Linked DNA regions of Mus musculus: all the other regions are linked to region 2. The links are chromatin contacts, called in public Hi-C and HiChIP or PLAC-seq maps. All regions are on one chromosome and are shown on one strand. Each heading gives the region's core, a stretch centred on a gene start, on an enhancer-like site or on the middle of the called end of the contact. The rest is flanking DNA. Distances are from core to core; before and after follow the strand shown.

Region 1 (5,378 bases), core at 267-2,766, 1.7 Mb before region 2:
ATTAGCAGAGATCTCTACCTCCTCCAATTTGACCTTCAAAGCAACAGAGGACACCACAGATTATTGAAAAGAGCTTTATCTAGTATATAATCTCCACCTAATTCAGTACAACAAATTATAAATGCTCTTTGTAAGGTTTTCCCCAACAGATGCCACAAACAGGCAATGCCCCTACCTGATAACAGACCAGCTCTCTACCTCTCTGAGCCACCTGCCCAGCTTCCAGCTTAGATGTTAGAGGTGGGATGGGCACATAGATACTTGTATGAAGGAATTTAAGCTCACTCATCTTCATTTTAATCCCTCCAGTACCTAATAATTTTTCTGATCAAATTTTTATTTAAAAGTAAAGGACTTCCTTTTATTTTTCATTATTTGTCTGTATACGACGAAGGCATTGGGTGGGTCCCTTGGAGCCAGAGCTATAGGCAGTTGTGAGCTGACAGACGTGGGTGCTGAGACCCAAGCTATACAAGTGATATACACACTGAACCATCTCTGCAGACATGATCAAGTTAAATTTAAAAGCAATTTTGATGAGCAACCCACCTTGTAAAGCATTTGATTTCAATTTCTGCATAATTATCTCTTTTTCTGTCTGTCTGCTGAAGTGCTAGGAACACCAGGCAAACATTATACTCTCAAGCCACACCCTTGGCCCTTTTGTGGTTGGGGCTCTAAACTCACAATCAGCAGCAGAAGGTGCACCCAGACATCTGAGGTGGGCTACCACTGACTGGAGCTCGGTATCAGGAGTGGAAACACAAGGCAGTGGCCGGCCACCTGCGGGACTGCAGCAGGCGGCTCCCAAGAGGGCTGGAGACTCGAGGCTCCGTGGACTCAGAAGTGGAGTTAATTAAGAGCACTTCTGTTGTACTTGGAGGTTCTTCTGGGAACTCAGAAGCAGAGCCTCGAGCTTGTTCTATCCAGAGTCACAGCTGAACACTATTACCAACAGTCCCCAGGGCCCGCACTGCAGAAAGTGAGGGCTACAGGCACTGGCTCCTGCTTGCACAGTGTGGGGGCTGTGGCCAAGGGTGGATCTGTTTTCCTCCTGTGTGTTCAAAGACAAGGTCATAAGCTAGACTCCTCACCACAGCTAAAACGATCAAATGTTATTTGCTGAAAGATCTGGTTCCCGAGAGCGTCGGGAGCCATTTGTCTGCTTCTGGGAAAGTCGGCCTGCCAGGCAGAGTCAGGGCAGGTCGGCGTCTGCTGGCAGGTTTCCTGGCCTGGGAAGAGGGGCTGAACGTTCTGTTAAATTTATAGAAAGGAGCAGGGAGGCTTCCTGATGGGAACAAACCTAGCATATGACCTTGTTTCCCACCGCGCTGTAAAGCATAAAAAGACCAAGAACCGTAAACTCAAGTCTGACGTGGTAGTGATCTGCAGCCTTCCCAATTCTAACTCCTGTCTCTGAGTCTTCTTTCCGGCTTTCCCAGGATCATCCTCACTCCCTCCTCAGAGGACTGTTCCACTTCCCACCGGCAGGTGGCGCTCAAACAGGGACGCTCTGAGAGTTTGGGGATCAAGTGGTGGACACCCCAGAAAAAGCAAGTGCTCAGAAAAGGCGAATGTGCGGTGAGACTCTCTCAGGAGCAAAGACAGGATGGAGTAGATAAGGGCGCTCAGGAAAAGTAAAGGAACTCGAAAAAAGTGAAAACACAAGAAAAAAGAAACAAAAATGGGAAATGGAAACGGCCCTATGCTTTCTATACAAATGCTTAAGAAACTGCTCCACACTCGTGGGGCTAAAGAAGGGCAACGGCAACCACCTGACTTCTTAGCTTTTGTGGGGGGGGGGTTGTCCTTGGTTTCCTGAGGAAGGTACAGTAAATCTAGCTGTGGCTCCGTGTATCAGGTTATTTTGGGTTTGTACTAGAATCCACGTGTAAGACACTAAGGGACCATGCCCTCATTTGGTTCTGATTGGTAAATAAAGTTTCCGGCAGCCAATGGCTGGGCAGGATAGACAGAGGCGGGACCTTTAGGATTCCCGGGTGAGGGACTGAGGGAAAGGAAGGAGATCCGCAATGGCAGGAGAGGTGGGGGAGGGAAGCTGCCGTGCCTGAGAGGGTGCAGGGCAGAGAGCATAGCGGCCATCGGGGAGAGCGGCCCTATGAGGGTTGCCTTACAGCAGCAAAGATGGAATATAGGATTTAGTAAGAAATAACTTGGGAATATCAGAGGGAGGTGGATGAGCCATGTGGAGCTTAGGAAGTGGCCTAGTCATTGATCTGTTTTAGGCATTACCAAAACATAAAGGCTGTGCCTGTCTTTCATTTGGGAACCCAGAACATTTGGGGCAGGCATTGAGGAGGCACCGCCGCTGGGATCAAAAATGGGTTACAGGGAAGCAGCACCCATCCAGGATGCTCTGGCAAAGCCAAGGTGCCTGCTCTTGCAGTCTGGCCTCTGAATACTGAAGCAGTGTCTGAGCCACCATGCCCGGAGGAGGAGACGATGATAACGACTGAGCAGCTGGAAGAGGAAGCGGCTAAATATCATAGGGAGGAGAATTCTTTGCCACTTATTGCCTCTGAAGAACTCAAGATTCCTTTCAAGGACAAGTTAGTTACAGAGAAAATCCAACAGCTGCAAAATGCTTTTACTTTGCTGTCTGTGCAAGTGCAGAAATTACAGGCTTGCCAAGCTCAAGGGGAAATCTTGGGACCATCAGAGTGGATTCCTAAGCTGAGAGCCAGTAAAACCCCATGTGTCGAAGCTGGACTGGACCCTCCTTCTGAGGTGGAGTTGCAGCACTGGTGAGAAAGCCATCTGACCCTGAAAGAGGCTACCAGAAGAAGAGCTGATGTCCAGAGATTTCAGTCTATATTATCAGTTATAGAACAAGGTAATGGAGTCAGAGTTTATCAGCCTCTTCCGTTTAAACAGTTAAAGGAATTAAAAACTGCTTGTGCACAGTATGGGCACAGTCCCATTTACGCAGGCTACGCGTAAATGGTCCACCGAGGCCCTCCCTCCTGGGGATTGGTAACAACTGGCAAGGGTGTGCTTGTTTGCCGGAGTAGATTTTTTATTATGGAAATCAGAATTTGCTGAGCAGTGTCAAAACACTGCTGAGATCAATCAAGCACAGCCGATAGGTTTCAGATGCTAGCAGGAGAGGGGCGGGGTCAGGAGACTGCTCAGCAGTTACAGTTTGATGCAGCTGTTTATGCACAGGTTAATGTTGCAGCAGAGAAAGTCTGGGATACGCTACCTTCTACAGGGAGGCAGACTGAGGATTTATGTAAAGTTAGGCAGGGTCTAGAGGAGTAGTTTCAAGACTTTGTGGCCAGGTTGCTGCAGACAGTAAGCAGAGCTATGGGGAATACTGAAGCAGTATTTTATAAGATGGATAGAGTCTAATTATTTTAATCAACTATTTAAATAATTTTTTAAATATATAATTTATTTTTAAAGAAAAAAATTTGCTCTAACAATGTCCTGTACATATCACAGTGTCTCGGGGAGAGCGCCTGTGGGGAAGACTGGTTTTTGGCACTTCTCATCGTGGTTTGGCAGCAATGGTGCGGTGGAGACGGAGCACTAACTAGCATGGATGTTACCACAGTAAGGATGTGCATCCAAGTTTAAGTCCACGGCTCTTGGATCACAAGACACCAAACACCAAGTGATTAGATGAATGCACGCAGGAATGTTTAACATAAATGCAAACTCACCCACAAAGTAACCATCACCGGGCCCCAGTGCTCTGTGCCATCCCTGTGCTTGCTTTCCCTTAAGGGTAAGGCACTGGCCCAGAACGCTCCACCAGTGCGGGCAGCCGCAGCAGGCACTACAGCCTCATTAAGCCTTTAGCACTGGTGAACATGTTTCCTTGTGTTGTTAGCCCAAACTGCAGTGGTCTCCCACCCTATTTAGGGGTCCAGAGGAGGCAGGATTCCAAAGTTCTAAGGGCTTAATTTAATAACCTAGCTGTCGATGTCTTATTTGAGTGAGTTTTACATAAAACCCCCACACCCGATGAGACACTGGAACACAGTTTTGGATGCTACTTAAGCAGCAACCACACTGCGGCGCGGCCCGGCGGGGCTCTCCGGCCGGTGTGCTCGTGGGGATTTATTACACTAACGCGCGGGGAGAAAACATTTAAATCACTTCCAAATGGCAAGAGCGGGAGGGAAAAGTTAATTTCATTAGCTCTCTTGATTTAATTAAGTGGACAATGTGCCTGTATCAGCAGCTTTTACATGCCCCCACCATTAGAAATGAATTATAAAAGCAATTATCAAAAACTCCGAGCAGGTACACCACCTCTCTCTGCTGCGTGGTGGCACTTGGTCACCTTGTAGGGAGGGACACGATGTCTCCAGGGCTGAGAAGGAAGACTGGAGGCCAGAAGTCAAAGAGCATGAAATGCCACATAGAACTCTAGGAGTCATGGAACAGCATCTAAAACAGCCTCAGACTTTGCAAGTTTCTAGGCTCTGAAAAAATATAAAGGTTAAAAACACAAAAAGTTTACCAAGTTTTGCAAACCCAGTTAATTGAAATGAGTAAGAAGTGAAGCAAAACTATTTTACTTGCAGGAGAGATTAAAAAGCATGAAGGGATTCCCCTCAAAGACTTCTATTATAAGCCCTGACACACTTTGCTTTCTTGAGACAGGGTCTCTTTACATAGCCCTGGCTGGCCCAGAACTCACTATATAGACCAGGCTGGCCTCGACCTCGCAGAGATTCACCTGCCCCTGCCTTCAAGTGCTGGGATTAAAAGAGTGTGTCACCATGCCGGCCCAGTAGCACCCTGACTGCTGTGCCCAGAATCAAAACAAACACACACTCTAAATGTGTGTGACATCTTAGAGCATGAATGGAATATTTAAGGTTCAAAGACCTAAAATAATTTGTTTCTTCACACATGTGAAAGCATGGTAAACTGGAAATGTTATAAAATTTTAACAAGACAGGACAATAAACTGTTAAAAAGCCACCAAGCGGTCTCGGTGAAGAAATGTCAGTGACTGAACTGTGCGGCCTGTCAACTACACTCACTCACAGCTGGCTCAGGGTCACTGAAAATCACAAGTATTTCAGATCTCAAAGAGGCTCTCACTTCCCAGGCCACCCAGTGGGTCACACATAATTCCCTCAATGACAAAGTTCCTAGCCAGCCTTGGGCAGGCACACCTGTGAGGCTAAGAACACTCACAGAAAAGACAGAGACAGGACAGAAAAGGCTAACGTTAGCAGGAGGCATTTCCGATGATGGCGGGACATGCCTGCAGGCCGTCTGCCACCCCAGTATTCAAGTCCCACTCCTGACGCGAACTCCACCAGCTGTAGATGCACTGCAGTTTTAAGAACAGCTGTGGTTATTTGTTTCTGGACAGCTTGTAGACATGGAATGTC
Region 2 (6,007 bases), core at 468-2,967:
TCACAAGGTCCTGTGTACAAGCCCAGCCTTACCTTGCAGTGAGTGGGTGGGAGGGAGGGGTGAGGGTTTTACATCCTTCTCAGCACCAGATGGACCTCATTCCTGTACACACCCAGGGAAACAAGCAAGTGGGTGGTCGTGGCCTGTTCCCTGGCTTCCTGTTTTCCATTGTGTCTCTGAAAATGAACACATCAGCTCTTCCTTCTAGTTTCTGGTTTGCGGTAGAGTTTAAGTGCCGGAGGGGGGACCAATATGGTAACGAGGCTTGTGCCAAGGGTGTGCACTGCATCCCATTCAAAAGACACAGTGGTCAGAGGGAGGGACAGCTCTAATACAGTGAATAAGGAGGCAGTCTACCAGAAGTTGTTCTCCAAGATTACCTGTGATAATCCACAACTTACACACAGCACTCATCAAAACTAGCACGATTTCTGTAGGGTGTGTGTTGGGGGAACCCTGTAGATGGCACCTCTCTAAAAACTGGGGTCACCTTCTGCCAGCTGCAGTGCCATTCTAGGTCCTGAGGTCAGAGAATGTGTGATAGAGAATTATAGACACCCCATTCCTTAAAGGAATCCATGCCTGCTGGTTACTCACCCCCGGGGCCTTCATCCACGGGAGATGTATGGACATGATATTTTGAAATCTGCATTTTCCTAGCGTGCTCCCTTCCCTGCAACTAGTTCTGGAACAATGGAAAATGGTGTAGAAAAAAGACAGAAACATAAACTTTCAGACTGCTGGCTGCTACTGTGGCACGCCTATGAATGAGTGAGTGAGTGAGTGAATGAATGAATGAATGAATGAATGAATGAATGAATGAATGAATGAATGGTGCCCTCAGAAAGGTAGCTATCTCCCCACCCCACCCCTCTCTCATGGAGTCACAAAAGAAACACAATTCCTTTCTTCTCTTTTCTTCCCCCTAATAAAAGGCTCTTTCTAAAAATCAAAGGTGTCAGACTTTGCTCTCCCTTGCTGGCATGATCCAGAAGATGGCTGAGGAATGACAGATGTCGGCATCCAGCTGCAATGAAGCATGCAAAAGTTTCTCTCTAATCCACTTATTTCTCTGTAGTCACGTAAACCAAAACAAATGGGCAGGGCTTTACATTAGGATGGCAGGGTGGGGGTGGGAGGGACGGGAGGGACCCAAAGCCACAGCACTAGGACTTCCATTGCATAATGCAGCCTCCTCCACGCCATCTTGCTATGATTTTTCCCTCTGCATAAGGAAAAAAAAAATCTCCCTATAGCGTGAAAGGGTCCCTCAACGCAGGGGATCCAGAGAGTCAGCTCCTATGTCCTTTTGTCCCATACAAGATGACATTTCCCAAAGGGGCAGTTGTAAAGGCAGGATAAGGGCGTCATTAGCACAGGGAGGCCGCAGAACAAGCACCCACACGCAGGTACACACAAGCACCCTGTGACACACACATCACACACCAACACCCTGCTAAACTAACAGGATCGGTTTAATCACCAGCACCGTCGTTTTCAACTACTTGAATAAATCCAGGGGAATTATAAACGAAGCCCGTGTGTAATTAAAGTGAGGGTTGTTAGACTCTTCATTTAATAAAACACTTGAAAAGAAAAAGCCCTGGTAGGTCTTTTTCAATGCCAGGGGAAGCCGAAGGGGAGGGGCGCGCGCGCGCGTAGGCGAGAGAGGCCGGCCTCTTTTAGCGTGTAGCTGCGCCCACCTTGTGAACCCATTCCCCTTTCAATCTTGTAAGGAGCTGGGAGGGCGAGGATCGGGTCTGGGGCTCTGTCACCCGCCAGCAGTTGTAACAGCTGCGAAGCGCTCGTTTCAGTGCAGGCGGCAAGGAGAGATGTGACGGATTTCGCCCATGGCAGAATGGCGTTCCGTTTCTGGCCCTTCAGGCAAAAACAGTAAAAGAAAATTCGAGATTTCCCCCCTTAAACTTCCCACAACAACCTCAGCAGAGCCACATGACTCGCCTTCTACAATCTTCCCTGGTGTGCTCACTGCTACTTTGGCAGGAACTCAGAATTACTGTTACATAAATTCCATCTGATGCCAGAGAGACCATCTGTGAGCGGGAGCTGCTTCACCTACGTCTGCCTGCAAAGCCACTCTCCCCGAGACAAGGGAGAAGGGGGGAAAAGAATTTGATTAATTTGCAGAATGCTTGTGATTTGCTCATATATTATTATAACTCCTCATCAGCACATGACAAATCCCCAGCCCTGGGTGCAGGCACCCGTTTGATTCCAGCAGTTTCTTGCGTCGACACCTGACAGACTGCGGAGCTTCTAATGACTTTCAGATGCTTACAAACAGTGATTCTATCTTCAGAATAAAAAAAGGGGGAAAAATTCCATAGGAAGAAAAGAGGAGTGCACTTCTTCCTCTGGCGCAGTTCCTTCCTGGGTACCAACATTGATTTAACTGGGAGGGTGGCTGAAGCTTCTAGAAAGGGGCCCTCCCAGGCCCCACCACGGCTATGACCACACTGCACATAGAAACAAAGACCCCCGGATTCTGGAGGGCAAGTCAGCCGAGGCCACACTCCGGTGATGCCAGACGGTGCCCAGGTGCCGGCCAAGGCTAAGACGGGGTACTCTCTCCCAGCTTCTGCGTTTCAGAACCCTGGTAATTTTGTCCACTTTTAACACACCGATCATCTCTCGGCTTCTACACACACACATCTGTGTGCTGACTGCAGTTTGGTTCCCGCCTCCCCCCCCCCTCCTCCTCTTCTTTGCTTTTAAAACTCTGATTATGCCTCCAAACCTCTGCCTCTGTACTTGATTGCCTGTTTTAGATTAGAGATTTTTAGCCAGGAGACAAAGACTTCCGAATGCACATTAGTCCTGCGTATGAGGACCCACAGAAGGAAAAGCGATAAAACGCAACGTGCCATCTGTCCACAAACAATAACCTGTGTGTTTGGAGGCTCACAAATTACTTAGCACAGAACCTTCCCAAATTACAGAGCCTTGAGACAGAGCAGAGCTGCGAGTGAGACCCTCTTTGATGTCCTTCGGTATTTCCCACCCCCTTGTGCTCGCCCCCCAAATTGATTGCTAACAGTTGAGGAATGTCTCCGTGACAAGTAGATTTTTATTATCTGCATCTTCCCGGTTACATTTGGCCTGGGACCCCAGCAGGCGTGGCTCCCCCCAGCTGCAGCTGCTTGGGACAAGGGGCCCAGATGCAGTCTGTCTCCTGCGTGTGGTTGTGAGCTTGGGGCGGGGGCGGGGGGGGGGGCGGGGGGAGCAGGTCTCCTGATCAGGTCCCCTTTTGATACAGAAAGATCCCAACCAACTCTGCCTGCCCAGAGAGCCAGTCAGATGGCTCTGCTCAGGAAAAATAGTCAAGGTTTTGTTGGAGACACGGTTAGTCTGTTCAAATTGCCCTCTTGCCCACCTTCAGCCTTCTCTCCAGAAACTGTCTGATACCCGTCCTTGTTCTGACTCTAAGAAACAGCCTCAGGAGCCCACGGGCCATCAAAGACTCATAATGGTTAGCTAGTGTCTGTGGTTCCTCCAGAAAAATGCCTTATGAAATGATTTAGTAAAATGGAAGGCAGGGAAGAGCACGCGCATTGCTAAAGGAGGGGAGCATTTCTGTTTGTGGCTGGCTAGCAGGTTGACTGGCACTCCGTGCCTTTTGTTTGTAGGGCACAACAGCTGTCTTACCTAACCTGGCCCAACCCTTGTGTGGCTCCCCCGTGGCAAATCCTCCCACTTCCTGGAAGTGGAAACTGAGGTTCTGAGAGAGTCCAGTGTGAGTCTCAGGGAAGTTGTGGCGGCTGACTCCTGAAACTAGGCAATGGCCCTGGGCCACAGATGAACCCCCAGGTCCTGTTTTAAAGATAAGACCCTAAAGCAGCAGGAGGGATTAGTGGCATCCAGTGAAAAATGCCCGTGGTTGCTAGGAACAACCAGACAAGGGTGGACACTGCAGATGGAAACCTGTATGTCTTAACAGAGTTTCCAAATAGACACATCAATACACACATGAACACATAGACACACACACACACACACAGAGAGAGAGAGAGAGAGAGAGAGAGAGAGAGAGAGAGAGAGAGAGAGAGAGAGAGAGAGAGAACCTGAATATGACTGAATATGAACTATTAACTCCGTGAAGCCTCGTTCCCAGACTCACTTCAGTATAGAGACTCAATATTCCAAGTCTTCTCTGGACAGGGGGACTTTTTGCCTCTACTTGGGGGCTCAGTCTTATAGGAATGTATAACCCTCGACTGTCCAGCAAAGCCAGGCAGCCGGTAGCCTGGTAGATGATGGTGATCAGGTAGATAACCCATCAGGAGTCCTGGAGGTTCTGAGAATGCACTAGTTTTCATGGTAGACTCTTTAAATCTGAACTCAATAGAGACAAACTTTAAGTAAGGTTTGGCTGGAATGCACCGGGGTGGGAGCATGTCACTTGAGTTCAAAGAAACAGATATTTATTTGTTTTAATACGCGATGCCAAATGGCGAGCCACACTGCCATCCCAGCATCCCAGTTGCTTTCTGGTTCCAACAAAGAAACCGGTCCTGTGTTTCTTAGTCTCAAATCACAGGCAAGGACATTCTATGGGTTTGTTTGTTTGTTTTCTGCCACTGCTACGGTCACTGTCCTCATTTACATATGGATCCAGATTTATAGTTAGCAAATCCTACGTGTGACACAGAGAGATGGAGAAGGAACTTCAGGGGGCTTCAGCTGGCCAGAGAGGGTGGCCTCTCATCTCTACTGTCTGTCTGTATTCTAGCCTGGAACTCACTGTAGATCTCAGTCTTGAAGTCTTAATCCTCCTGCCTCAGCCTCCTGCACTTGGAGATCAAATGTGTACACAAACATATGCTGCTTCGATTTTAATTCTTTGATATATTTTTGACATAGGTCTCACTATGTGGCCAGGACTACCCTCCAGTGATTCTCCTGTCTCAGCCTCCCAGGTGCTGGGATAATAGGGCAGGTCCCCTGCCTCCACACTGAGTCACTAGCTGATCATTTAAAACATACAAGCACGTCTAGGTACATTTCCACTGTCGCAACGGTGACCTTTCCCCCAGACGGGTGAGCTTGTCTAACTCCCTCCTCTCCACAAGGGACTTGGGATCCTTGGAAAGGAGAGGCTCCCCAAGTATTCTTCGGGGGGGGGGGCACTTTCTGTTAAGATGTGTCAGGAGGAAGCATGTGTTAGGGCAGCTTGGTCTATGTCATTCTTCCATCCCAAAGAGGGGTGCTTTCAGGTTTCAAGATCCAGTTTTGGACATGAGCCCCTATCTTGTGGGAACTTTACAGTTCGATGAAATCTGAGAATGATTGCCAACCCCAGCAGGCAGGTGGAAGCCATAGGACCCTGACCTTGGTGTTGGGACAGGCATCTCTCACCCCAGCACACAGCTGCACAGCCTTCGGACAGTGGTTTCCTCCCAGCCCCTGAAGCCTCACCTACAGAGAGGCTGGTGCGTTTTCTTTCTCCCAGCGAGTGGCCGGGCCCCCTGGGGGTAACGCCCATCACTATAATCAGAGAATCTGAAGCAGCTTCATCTACCACCTGGATTATAAATGTCAACCACTGGTATTCAGGAGAGGCCGTTGTCCTTAAAGGCTATGGTTGTCTTCTCTCTAGTCCTCTCTAGTCCTCATAGGAAGAAACTTGCCCAGTTTGGGAGCCTGCAGTGTGGGATGCTGGAGGAAGGGGCTCGGCCTCCCAGCTCATCTTGGCCCCAGCAACAAAAAGGCAAAGCTGTCACTAAGCCTCAGACATGACATCATCCTCTTCAGGTGCACATGTAAGGCAGGTGAATATTGAAATCCATCAGTGTAAAGTGGGAGTCGAGAGTCTAAGCAAGGGAATTAAAGCCACCCGAGTAAGAACATTTGATACACCGACCCTAACTGCCTTTTGATATAGCATTTTACTACACACTTGGTATTATGGATCCATAACATATAAATGTGTATACTGTAGGATATATAAAAAGTGGCTGTAGTTGTCAATATGCATTTACACGCTGTA
Region 3 (5,898 bases), core at 68-2,567, 1.0 Mb before region 2:
CTCTAAAAACAAACGACAGATAAAACATAACAGAAACCAACAGCAGGCACCCTGAAAACACTGGCTATAGAGTCCGACTCCACTCTGGACTGACTTCCAAAAGTTGGCATGTGGTAGTTCTCAGCCAAGCGCCAGCATCTTTAAGAAAACCAAGCAAAAGGCAACATTTTCCCATCCTCTGTGAAAACATGTTCTTTTAACCCTTCTTCTGATGCCAAGGTCCCTTTGGAAAACAAAAGCAAATAGGCCCTCTTCTGGTTTGGGTCAACGCTGAAGCTCCTCATATGGTCCTAGTTATAATGTCCTTCCAAGCTCCGGCTGAGTGTGGAAGGTGCAGTGTGTGCCAGACCTGAGCTGGCTCCCCGTGGGACTGTTCCTGCCATGGAGTCTGAAGTTCAACATTTCCTCTTCCAAATGGTGCCGGCTCACACCCCCACCTACTTTGTGAAATCGTATTATTCTAATGAGGATGCAAATGAAAGGAGATGGGGTGGGGAATGCTAGCTGAGTGGCTTGTCAGAAATTCTTTCCTGGGGAGGGGCTGTGGAGAAGAGGTGGGTGAGCTCCACTCCCTCCCTAGCAGCAGTGCTTGGTGGGGGAACTTGCATCGGGTGGCACGTGGCCAAGTCTGAAGGAGACACATCTTCATTGATGTCCCTATTGTTGCTTGTTCTTATTCATGGTATTTAAACAACTCATGCAGGTTTTGACAGCTTTCCCCTTTTTGAATTTATGAGAGTATTTTTTATTTTGGTGAGGTGTCTGAAGACCCGTGGGCCTGGGGGCAGAGTAAAAACAGGCTTGTGTGTGGCATACCTGGAGACCCCGCCCTCTTCACCCCATGCCCTGCTGCAAGTCAGTGTGGGGCTGCAAGCATTTGTCACACAGGGACAGGAGAAAGAGCTGGGGCTCTGGGTTAGTCTGCTGGGCTCCTAAGCTACTCTTTAGAGAAGAGGACAGAGAGGGAACAAGAATAGAAAGATTTGCCTGGGGACCTGTGCACAGATAACTCTCATTATGTCTCCAAATGATTCTCAGCCCTTTGTGGCCTTGGGCTTTTATTTTCCTTGTAATGGGTTAGGAGCCCTGTGCTATGTCCCCGTCACCGAGAGGCTGTTGTGATGGCCACCTGAGGTCTGGTTATTAAAATTCTCACAGAGGTTTACCTGGATCCTCCCAAGCACAGACAGAGACAGACAACAGGGCTGAGAATCACAGGGCGGTCATACGCAGCTGCCACAGACAGCACCTTTTCAGGGTGGACCAGACTGATTCAGGCTCCCTTGTGAATGCTGCATCTGTCAGATGTGTAAGGAGGTGGACTCAAAAAGAGAGTTAAGCACAACCCAGAATAAAACAGCAGTTTTCTGTGGCATGGGAGGCATGTTTGGGCTGCAGAGAATAACTGGAATGAAGGAGACGGCGTCAGGGTATAGCTTGCCTAGTGAGTGATTCTGGTCCCAGAGGAAGGCGAGGACCCCAACCTCCTCTGGACCTTTGCAACACAGGGAGGATTCATGCATTTTTCTTAATAAGATGTTAATTTTCAGTTGCATGCCGTTAGATTGCAACACGTTTTTTAAGGAAAGATGTTATCTTTGTGAAGTTGACTTATTTGCAAACTTAACATAAGCTTTCAAACCCACAGAAAATATGGCAGTGTGTTTATATTTAAAATAGATTTAAAAAAAAATCCAACGAGTTACTGTGAATTCACTTACCACCCAATAATATAAGGATAAAAATAATTTATGCTCCTATTTTAATTAAAAACAAATCATTTTCGTAAAGCGGTAGGAGCCCAGTCTAGTGGTTAGGTCAGGAAGTGGGAGTAGAGACTCTTTGAGCTTGCCTCTGGGCTTGTGTTGGGACAGGCTGCATGTTTGGGTCAGGTTCTTAACCCTGCCCCATTGCTCTTTGCAATCACAGCCATACAGCTTGGTTTCACCCATATCACACCATGAGAGGTTGCTAAGCAAAGGTATTTTATGTGGCTAAATCCTGGCATCGGTCTAAAAGGTTGATGGTTGATGCTTCCGATGGAGAGGTCGGGGGTGGCAATAACCGTCTTGGGACCGAGAGGGGATTCCCATGGCCACCGGAATCTATCCAAAGCCCATGGACAGAAGCATGGACGAACTCTGATCCCTGTGACTGAACCATGTCCCAAGTTCAAGGAAGGAAGTGAAATGATAAGTGGGTGGTGTGGATAGAGGAATCAGTTCCGTGACTCTCAGCTGATGGTCTCAGACTCCATATTTCTTCATGGTGTCTATGGTTGCCGGCTGCTGTGCCTTACTGGAGATGAGCCTGCTTGGTGTGGGCTCAACAGGCAGAAAGACTCTCTTTAAGAGGGAGAATATTACTGAAATTTGAGGGGTGTTACATCTCCAGAATAGCTTTGGACATGTTTGGGGAACACAGACAAGGCGCAAAGAATTGTCTCCATCTTCCAGGAATTCTAGTTACACAGGGGCACCAAAGCAGGATGGCAACACTGGATGTGGACTGACAGCTCTGGGCGGCTTGTGGTTAAGTTCTGACTCTCTAGATGCAGCCAGTCACTGGGGAGGTCATAGTATGGTAGATCAGACCTATACACTACATCCATCCCTCTGTATTCCTCAGGTTGAAATGGCCAGTGTGGACTGAGATCTCTGAAAATCAAGTTTGAACGGTGAGTACTTAGCCTGCGAAGCTCTGTAGTTTATCGAGGGGCGTGTCTAGACTTGGGATATGCTAATGTTACAACAAGATATGCGAGAATCTACTTCATGGGCTGTAAAGGGCAGTTCATGAGTATAGGGAATTTCTATGATTTGTGTACTATAATACCTGCAAGAGAGAAGCTCTTTTATGGCTTTGGCTTTGATTCTTTGAGGTAGCATCTCTTCATTGTAGCTCAGGCTGGCCTTGAATTCATGATTCGTTTTTGTTTGTTTGTTTATTTCTTAGTCTCAGGTGTGCATTGTGCCTAGATAAAGGGAAGACATTTCATGTCCCATTGGACTGGACAGGTTCCGTGTTTCTTCCAGACCTCTGAAAGATCCCAGGTAACAACAGAACATCAAACATTACTGCGACACTGAGAGTCATTTAGTTGGAAAATGAGCACACACCCATTTCTTCACTTCTAGTCACACCTTTGTGTCCTTGTGATTTCCACCTGGGCATGGTCGTGAGCGAGAAGGAGGCGAGGGATCTCCTGGCTTCTTGTTTCCTATCTAGAGGTTTTTTTCTTGTCTATATTCTTCCTTCACCGACTGAAGACTACTAATTCTGATGAGGATAACAAGCAGGCTCCATTAAACACATCTTCATGGTGGCCACAGATGAGGAGGCACGATATTTCCTCCACCTGATTCCTACTTCCAGGAATTAACTAGAAATAATTAATGGGAGATGGAAAGGCGGCTCAATGGTCAAGGGCCCTTCCTCTTCTTGCAGAAGACCCAGATTGGTTCCGGACACCCACACTGCATTTCACACCTGCCTGTACTTCCAAGTCCAGAGTATCTCATGTGCTCTTCTGATCTCATGGGCACCACACTCATATGGTGTACATACATACATGCATGCACACATGCATGCATATATACTTGCATACATACATGCATACATGTATACACATATGCATACATGTATACGTACATACTTGCATGCATACTTACTTGCATACATGCATACATAAATGCATGCATACAGGCGGGCAAAAGGCTCATGCACATAATGTAAACTAAAATAGATATTTTAAAAAAGAAGTTATTAATGTTTTAATGTTGGTTCCAACAGTAGTTATGAAATCACTGAAGGCAAACATTTTGAGTTTAGCCCAACCCGCATTATTAGAAGGCTTATTCACTCTGAAGTTTGGATACGTAATCCAAATGCCCTGTCCTTCAGTTTCCTTCTTCACAAAATGGATGCCATACTGTCTGCCTAAAACCGCTGTGACAGACACTTGAAGAGAGCTGTTTATAAATTATTATTATTAGTCATGCCCTAAATAATTCAGGCCTGGAGGATGTCAGTGTGGATTAGAGTCCTCAGGAAAATTCATGGCAAAAGAAAAGAAATCCGTGGGTCATGAATTTTCTAATTCCAGTTTTGGTTGAGCAGAGCCTGAGTATGTGTGTAGGGGGGACTGTCTTAAGTTTGTTGAGATGGAGAGAGCCCTGTTAAAACTTGTATATACATGTTCCCCCCCCCCAAAAGGCTTATCTGATGGAGACTTCATCCTCATCTGGTACATCCTGCCATCGAGAGTGATTCCCCTGTGGTAGCTCTGACTTCATCACTGGGGTCTAGTGGGGGGAAGTGGGTCACTTAGGAGGGTTTCTTCTCCCCTTGCTCTTCCTGCTTCCTGGTCACTATGTGGTGAGTGTCTCCATTCCTCCACTGTCTCTCTTCACTATGATGCTGCCTCCCTCCAGCTCAGAAGCTAAAGAGCCACTGAGAGGTGACCTGTGACCGCTGAACCATGAGCAACAGAAAACTTGGCAACTGTGGGACAGGCCCGTGAATTACTACTCTGCTTTCTGTGACTATGACAAGTATCTGAGTCAAATTATGAGAAGGATTTATTTTGGCTCTTGGCTTTGGAAGAGGTTTTAGATTGTAATCAGATGATCCCATTGTCCGGATCATATGATGTCATTGTTCTGATCTGATGATGCTCTTGCCTAGTCATATGATGCCATTGTCCTGATCATAGGATGCCATTTTTCTGATCATGTGATACCATTGCCTGGTCATATAATGCCAATTTCTTGATCAGATGATCGCTTTGTTTTAATTAGTTGATATCATTGCATAGTCATATGTTCTCATTGTCCTGATAATATAATCCCATTGTCCTGCTTAGATGACCCCATTGCTTTGAGACCTCTCTTCCATGGGTTCTAAACTGCTCCATTCTGAGCCAACCAGGAAACCACAGCAAAGAAAAGGAGAGACCCACCTCCTGTGGTCTCACCTAATAGTGCCACATGGGCACTGACCCTTTAACAGAAAGACTTTGGGAAATGCTGAAGAGTCAAACTATATGCCAGCTGCCATGGCCTGCCTGTAAATCCCAACACTTGGAAAGTGGGGGCAGAAGGACTGAGGGTCATTCTTAGCTACACAGTAAGTTTGAGGTCAGATTTGGCTGCATGAGCTACTATCTCAAAACAGCAAAAACGACAAAAACAATGATAACCAGATTCTAACTTTTTCTTCCATTATTCTTTAGAACTCCTACATTAAATACAGAGGGCAAAGAACCCCTCCTAACTTAGTTACAATATATGTTCTTCATCCTTTAAACAAGCCAGCATCCTTCTGCCATCCCTGAGTTTTCTGTGGAGTGAGAGAGCAGGGAGGATACAGGAGAGTTCCCCTTACATCATTGCAGTTACTGAATGGGCCAGTGATGACTGACGGCCTTTGTAGACTGGGAGGTACCACCGTCCAGGAAACATGATAACACATGTTTAACCTGGTGTCAGGTACTCTTCCAGGGGTGTCATCCAAGCTAGCACAATTAATTTCCCAAATAATGCTCTGGGCTAAGATGCCATTATGAATCTCCTGCATCAGAGTGGTGAGCTGGGGCACAGAGAAGCTAACTGTCCTGTTACTGGATCCTGATCCTTTATCCTGGCTGAACTAGACCTAGATGGCAGACCTGGCTTGCAGTGCAGACAGCCTGAATCCAGCAGCCAAGCTCTTGACTGTCAGGGAATATTGCCATTTGATGATTAAGCGTTGACACGAATGTAGCTAGCCTTGTCTGTGGCAAGGTGCTGGGACACTCTTATACAAAGCACATGAACCTTGCTCTTCTGCTCTGGCTTGAAACCAAGTATAAATGCTCGTGTCATGAATCCCTACCTCAGAGGCAAAGGTTCCAGGAGG
Region 4 (5,906 bases), core at 1,313-3,812, 1.2 Mb before region 2:
TGCCATGCTCCCCCATCCTCAAAGACTCTTTCTGTCTTAAGTTGCTTTTGGAAATGGTATTGACCACAGCAACAGAAAAGTAACTAATACAACATTTTAGCTAAAAGGACCACAGGCTGGAGAGATGACATATGCATGGGCTGCAAAGACTGTACATGCATGGACTGTGGAGATTACACACACACGGACTGCAGAGATTACACATGCATGAACTGCAGAGATTACGCACACATGGTGTTTGCAGAGGAGCCAATTTCTCAGCACCTCAGTTGGGCAGCTCACAATTGTCTACAACTCTAGCTCTTGGGAATCTTATGTTCTGACTTTTCTTGCATGTACATGCCTGCGTGAACGCATAGGGGTGCATGGCCATACACACACACACACACACACACACTCGTGCTTAAAAAATAAAAATAAATAAATAAACGGACCACACTGAGTGAGAGCTCTGGCAGCATTCGCCAGGGACAAGGTGCTGCTCCATGCTGGATGCTCTGATAAGTAGTGATTCTCACCGGGGTGTGGGGCTAACTGGTGAAAACTGTATATATTGCTGCGTCTGTGTACTCTGCCCCTTTGAAAAACCAGCTCTCAAATCCTTAACATCTCATGCTCTGTGCAATAGCTTCTGCCACCTTTTGACCTCAGTATGAAGTGGAAGTTGTTCTTGCCAATCCTAGATATCTGGACTCGTTTCTGCTCAAACACCTAGCAGGAACTTTTCTTTATTGCCTGTGAACATGCCCTGCAAAGGTGTCAGCCATGTCTAACTCATGCACTCCAACTAAGTTCTAAACGTTCACTTAAAGGATACCTCTGGACTAGGCTTAATAGAGAAGGCTTACAATCCCAGCTATGCTGGAGGTGGAGGCTATTTCTATTCCAAATAGAAGGCCAGCCTAGACTATAGAGGAGATTGATGACTTTTGACTTGGGGAGTTGCATACCTTCAAAAACCGCCCAATTTCCATGCAAACCAAGGTGACCTGAGGCTATTGAGAATGGTGAGTTACGCTTTCATGTTTTGAAAGGGAGTCAAAGCAAGAAAAGAGATTTGAGGAATGACATGTGGAGAGAATTAGGCAGAATCAGGTGTATGAAATCACTTTTTTTTTTTTCAGACAGGGCTTCTCTGTATAGCCCTGGCTATCCTGGATCTCACTTTGTAGACCAGGCTGGCCTCAAACTCAGAAATCTGCCTGCCTCTGCCGCCACCACGCCGGGCTGCAATCAGACATTTTTAATAGCCTCATTATCACATATACTACCAGCCCCAAAGCAAGGAGTATTCTGGGATGAATGAGATTGAGGTTTCTGTCTGACTACAATAAAGAATTATAGAATGCGTATTCTATCGCTACCCCACCAAGTCCTTCAAAACATGGTGGGGGGGGGCACAGATAATTTTCTTTCTAGAACTATTTTATTCCTTTAGATCAACCTGATTTGAGAGCGAACACCCAGCACCAAGGATTTTGTTCTGTCTGATTTTTCAGTGTCTGGCTTGCCTTACAAAGATGCATGTACTTGGTTTGAACATTAGGCCTTTAGGGTGTCTCGTATGGTTTAAGTCTGAAATGTACCCCTCAAGTTTATGTTTTGAATACCCAGTCTCTGATTGGTCATGTTGTTCTGAAGGCTGTGGAGCCTTTCTGAGGTGGGATGTAGCTGGTGGAAGTAGGACAGTAGACTAGGCCCCTGATAGCCATACATACTTCAATTTTTCATCTATAGTTTCGGCTTTCTGGTCTACCTCTCTGCCTTCTCCAACACATTGACCTAAAATCTGTCTGTAACTACAAGTTAAAATGTTTTTTTCCCTTTCTATTGTGTCTCTCAGGTATTTGTTCACAGTGACAAAGAAATAACTGATACAAGGTCTTTTAACCAAAATAGTGGGTTCTCTTGGACATCCGAAGAAAACTAGTGAATCACATATGAATGGCAGGTTACCCCTACTCATTAGTTGAGGCATCATGGCCTTGGGTTAGCTAATCTTGGATGGTTGGGTAGAGAGGAAGTATAGTTTAGTTCATGACTAGACTTTCCATTCCCCCATCTTTCAATTAATATGGATTCCTAAAGTGAACATGTAGATATAAGTAATTAGGGCATTATTAATATTTGTTCTGTTGTTGAAGAATTATCTTTCTGTTTTCTTTCTTTTTGTGGTTATGGTCAAATCGCTAGGGCAGTGGTTCTCAACTTTCTCAATGGTGTGATCCTTTAATACAGTTCCTTCTCTTGTGGTGACCCCCTCAACTATACAATTATGTTCTTTGCTATTTCATAACAGTGATTTTGCTACACTTATGAATCACAGTATAAATACCCAATATGTAGGACATATGGCATGGGACCCCTATATATGGGTCTTTCGACCTCTAAAGGTGTCAAGACCCATAGATTGAAAACCACTGCTCTAAGGGATTCTGAACCCAGCCCACGGTGGTGTGCAAAGACCTCACAGGAAGCAACCACCTTGAGTTTCCAGCCGCAGCTGTTATAGTTCCCAGCTCCCAGGGCCTCACCCCTCCCCAACCCCAGTCTCTCTAACACCCAGTAGATAATCTTTTAAGTCACACTCACTGCACACTGGCCACACACTCTGACAGTGAAACTCGAGCTTCCTTGGGGCTTGCTTCCGTGACCGAACAAAGCACTTGTCCCCCCTCTCCAGAACTGGTCTCCTTATGCGTTGACCTTTGAAGCTGTGTGCTCAGTAGTGACTCCAGTTTTGCTTGGTTAAACATGGAAAAATGTTCCTCTAGATCGAAGCAGCTCCCCATTTATTTCAGAGCATCCTGTCGCTGACGTAATGCCGCCTGGTTTATGGCCTCATTGCTCTGTGTTTGGAGTTGAGTAATGCCTGCTGGTGCACCAGGCACCGCCTACGTAACCACAGGAAGGGGTAACATCCCATGGGCCTCCCAGGCATCTGCTGGGAAATTGCTTCTTTGGTGCCAGACAAATGAATGTTTTGCATATTTCTCACAAAAAGAGAAGGGTTGTGAGGCGGAGGTTAACATAACAATCTTCTCTTATTACAGTGATTTATGTGTGCATAACTTCAGCAGTGGAATGTCATCTCGGAGGTCTTTAATTGGCAGACTTTGGGGACCACAGAGGGAGATGACAGAGTGTGCTCTGAAGAAATAAGAGTGTCGGCTGCCATTCCCAGTGCGGCCCCACAGAGGAGGTCTCATAAATCTCGGGAGTAGTGGGGGGATAGCAGTCAACTTTTAAACTTTTTATTAACCTGATATCTGCTAATGAAACACGAAGAGGATCATCTTCAACCTTAGCCGATTCGGATCTCACGACACGTCAAATGACTGCCTACGGTTTTTGAGACAATCAAATGCAGATCTTCTGGTAACTTCTACTCAAAGACACCAACGCTGCGATTTGCAGTCTTTATGACTTCAATGAGTCACCCAGTCCTGTCTTGCTATGTGGAATATGATTGTATGTTTTTAAGAATGTCAACAGATGTGTTTTCTGTTCATGAACCTCATCTCGGGCCTTGGATAAAGGGGCCATTTTGAAATGGAATCACAGCTGCTTTTGGCCTCAGGATGCGGCTCAGAGAAGTCTATCCATGCAAGGTGTGACTGGCCTTTTAGGAGGCAGGGTGAGGTTCTGGAAGGAATGGAGAGTGACCTCTGTGACAAGATGACTCCGGTATCTGTGTCACTTGTAGGAAAGTTGAAGTCTTTCTGAATGATGGATGTCTCTGCGAACATCTGTGCTAACAGTGTCCAAGAGGTCAAGTGCCAGGCCTTAAACTCTAGCACCTGTGCTAGAGCCAACCCCAAACTGTGGGCCAACCTATTTCGTGGGCCATTGGGCTTTTGAGAAAAGACTGACAATTTACATCTTTGCATTTATTTTCAAAATTGCAATGTCTTTAGGCAAGGGCTCCCCAGAAGCAAACCCCATTGCAGTAGCAGAGTGTAGAGTTATTTCCTGGAGTTATGATCCAGGAGCCATCAACTCTCACCAGCTCCCAAGCTGGGAGTGGAGGATCCTGAGCCCATTCTGATTCACGCTAGAATATTGGCTGGCTTGGTCATGACCTCATGTGGGTCTTTCGAAGGCAATCACGGGCTCTGTGAGTTCAGGGGTGTAGCAGTCCACTCTGTTTTGCAGTGTCCTCCCAGACCTCTGGCTTTCTACCATCTTTTCATCTTCTCTTCTGCAATGATTCCTGTGTGAGCACAATATATGCCCCCCGCCATGTGTGTGTGATATAGATGTCCCATTTGAGGCTGAATATTCCGTAGACATGTATTGAGAGTGTATTTTACATTGGTCCTATTTTACTAGAGAGCCCAAAGCCTGACTAAGCCAGGCAGTCATTAGGATCTAGTTTTCATCTAGCTTGGGAAGAGAAAGAAATTGATGGACAGCTCTTTCTTGGACAGCTGAGGACTCTTGGGGGCAGGGTAGACCAGGGCGAATCATTCTACCCGAGGAATGCATTGCTTTTGTACTTACCCACCAACCCCCATGTGCCACTGTTGGAGTCTGCTCTGGGCTATAAACTCTCTGGTGCATGCTTGCAGGACAGCTCTTTTGCTACATGCACTAGAATGTGAGCAACAGAGAGATACCCGAGACTCCAAGGCATGCATGCTGTGAAGGATGCAATTCATTGCTTGAGGTAGGTACCCTTTCCCTTCATGAGCAAGCTCTCCTTTCACTCCAATTTCAAATGACTGCAACTAAGTCTTTCAGGCTGACTTTGTCTCCTAATCACCCACTTCCTCTTTTTAAGTGGTTTTTTTTATTAGCACCTTATATTGAACAAAGTGATGAGTTTCATAATGCCATTTTAATTCAAGTATATCATGTAGTTTGTTTATATTACCCAGTACATTGTCCTGCACACAGATACACACATAAGTATAAAGACACAGAGACGTGCACAGACACATTCAGACCCCCCCCACACACACACACATATACACACAGAGAGACACACACAGAAATACACCAGACACACATACAGAAGAAGACACATGCAGAAACCCATAGAATACACACACATCTAGACACTTACAGCGTTTGCTGCACACACTATCAAAGCACACCACCTTTGTCTTCTTCCTGGATCTCCAATTCCATTGAAATGTTGTGCTTTTATTCTTCTTTGTAGCTGAGTGAAGTCTTGTGTGTTCCCTGTAGCTTATTTTCCTCATCTGCTTGTCTGCCAATGGGTACCCAGAGTTTGCTGTCTTAGCTTGACTTCTGTCACTGTGATAAAATGCTGACCAAAGCCAACTTGGTAGTGGAAAAGGTCTAAGGGTTTATTGGGCTGATAGGCCACAGTTCATCGTTGAAGGAAACCAGGACAGGAACTCAAGGCAGGGGCAGAAGCGGAACTGTGGAAATGGGCTGATAGGCCATAGTTCATCGTTGAAGGAAACCAGGACAGGAACTCAAGGCAGGGGCAGAAGCGGAACTGTGGAGAACACTACTTACTGGTTTGTTCTTTATGCTTGCTCAGCTTGGATTTCTTTCCCCACACAACTCAGAACCATCTACTCCAGGGTGGCAGTGTCCACAGTGAGCTGAGCCCTCTCACATCAATCATAATCATTAAAATGCTTGTCTACAGGCTGATATGATGGAAGTATTTTCTCAGTTGAGGTTCCTTCTTCCCAGATGCCTCTGTCTTGTGTCAAGTCAACAAAATTTACCCAGCACACTTGCCTATTATTGTGGATAGTGCTGCAATGAACTTGGATGTGAGACGACACCAAAACATTCTGATTGCTGTGGGTGTGTACTTAGGAGTTGCAATAGCAGGCTCCCGTGCTGGAGGGCGTCTCCATCCTTCTTGTTCCCTAGTTCTGCTGTGGGCTAGCTATCTTTCCTGCTATTCCGGAGCCCAGAAT

The links. A called contact is a pair of places that touch in the nucleus more often than the background predicts. HiChIP or PLAC-seq counts read pairs in DNA pulled down with a chosen protein or histone mark.
Region 1: an H3K27ac HiChIP or PLAC-seq map of SST interneurons shows a contact between it and region 2, with 7 times the contacts expected there. The contact joins two enhancer-like sites. A contact is called at or near these places in 2 of 15 datasets of contacts at CTCF or cohesin (pro-B cells and stem cell-derived epiblast-like cells), 9 of 484 Hi-C or Micro-C datasets (the Ba/F3 cell line, CD4 T cells, cerebellum and 4 more) and 2 of 115 datasets of contacts at active chromatin or transcription factors (SST interneurons and embryonic stem cells).
Region 3: a contact with region 2 is called in a Hi-C map of cerebral cortex, with 6 times the contacts expected there. The contact joins two enhancer-like sites. A contact is called at or near these places in 9 of 484 Hi-C or Micro-C datasets (adipose-derived mesenchymal stem cells, cerebral cortex, cortical neurons and 4 more) and 4 of 115 datasets of contacts at active chromatin or transcription factors (astrocytes, fibro-adipogenic progenitors, neural progenitor cells and 1 more).
Region 4: a contact with region 2 is called in a Hi-C map of uterus, with 2.8 times the contacts expected there. The contact joins two enhancer-like sites. A contact is called at or near these places in 5 of 484 Hi-C or Micro-C datasets (the C2C12 cell line, group 2 innate lymphoid cells and uterus) and 3 of 115 datasets of contacts at active chromatin or transcription factors (SST interneurons, embryonic fibroblasts and fibro-adipogenic progenitors).

What each region holds. Positions count from the first base shown.
Region 1 is chr7:35,685,440-35,690,817 of GRCm38.p6, forward strand. Dpy19l3 (dpy-19-like 3 (C. elegans)) reads right to left here. Exons shown (of 19, transcript NM_178704.3): 19 at 61-5,378. The coding sequence ends at 5,342. Among named protein-coding and RNA genes, the nearest start is that of Gm42379, 28 kb to the left of the region's middle. Within about 2 kb of position 1,517, at least 50 of the 459 cell types and tissues checked have an H3K27ac peak or open chromatin away from gene starts, as enhancers often do. A contact at or near this core is called in SST interneurons and uterus, where this site is marked.
Region 2 is chr7:37,335,319-37,341,325 of GRCm38.p6, forward strand. It overlaps a transcript of Zfp536 not described here. Among named protein-coding and RNA genes, the nearest start is that of Gm30483, 10 kb to the left of the region's middle. Within about 2 kb of position 1,718, at least 96 of the 459 cell types and tissues checked have an H3K27ac peak or open chromatin away from gene starts, as enhancers often do. A contact at or near this core is called in the C2C12 cell line, SST interneurons, cerebral cortex and 1 more, where this site is marked.
Region 3 is chr7:36,333,729-36,339,626 of GRCm38.p6, forward strand. No RefSeq gene overlaps it. Among named protein-coding and RNA genes, the nearest start is that of Gm46016, 170 kb to the left of the region's middle. Within about 2 kb of position 1,318, at least 9 of the 459 cell types and tissues checked have an H3K27ac peak or open chromatin away from gene starts, as enhancers often do. A contact at or near this core is called in cerebral cortex, where this site is marked.
Region 4 is chr7:36,092,804-36,098,709 of GRCm38.p6, forward strand. It overlaps Gm38991 (a long non-coding RNA gene), which reads left to right. Exons shown (of 6, transcript XR_881969.1): 5 at 3,054-4,669. Among named protein-coding and RNA genes, the nearest start is that of Gm38991, 20 kb to the left of the region's middle. Within about 2 kb of position 2,563, at least 48 of the 459 cell types and tissues checked have an H3K27ac peak or open chromatin away from gene starts, as enhancers often do. A contact at or near this core is called in the C2C12 cell line and uterus, where this site is marked.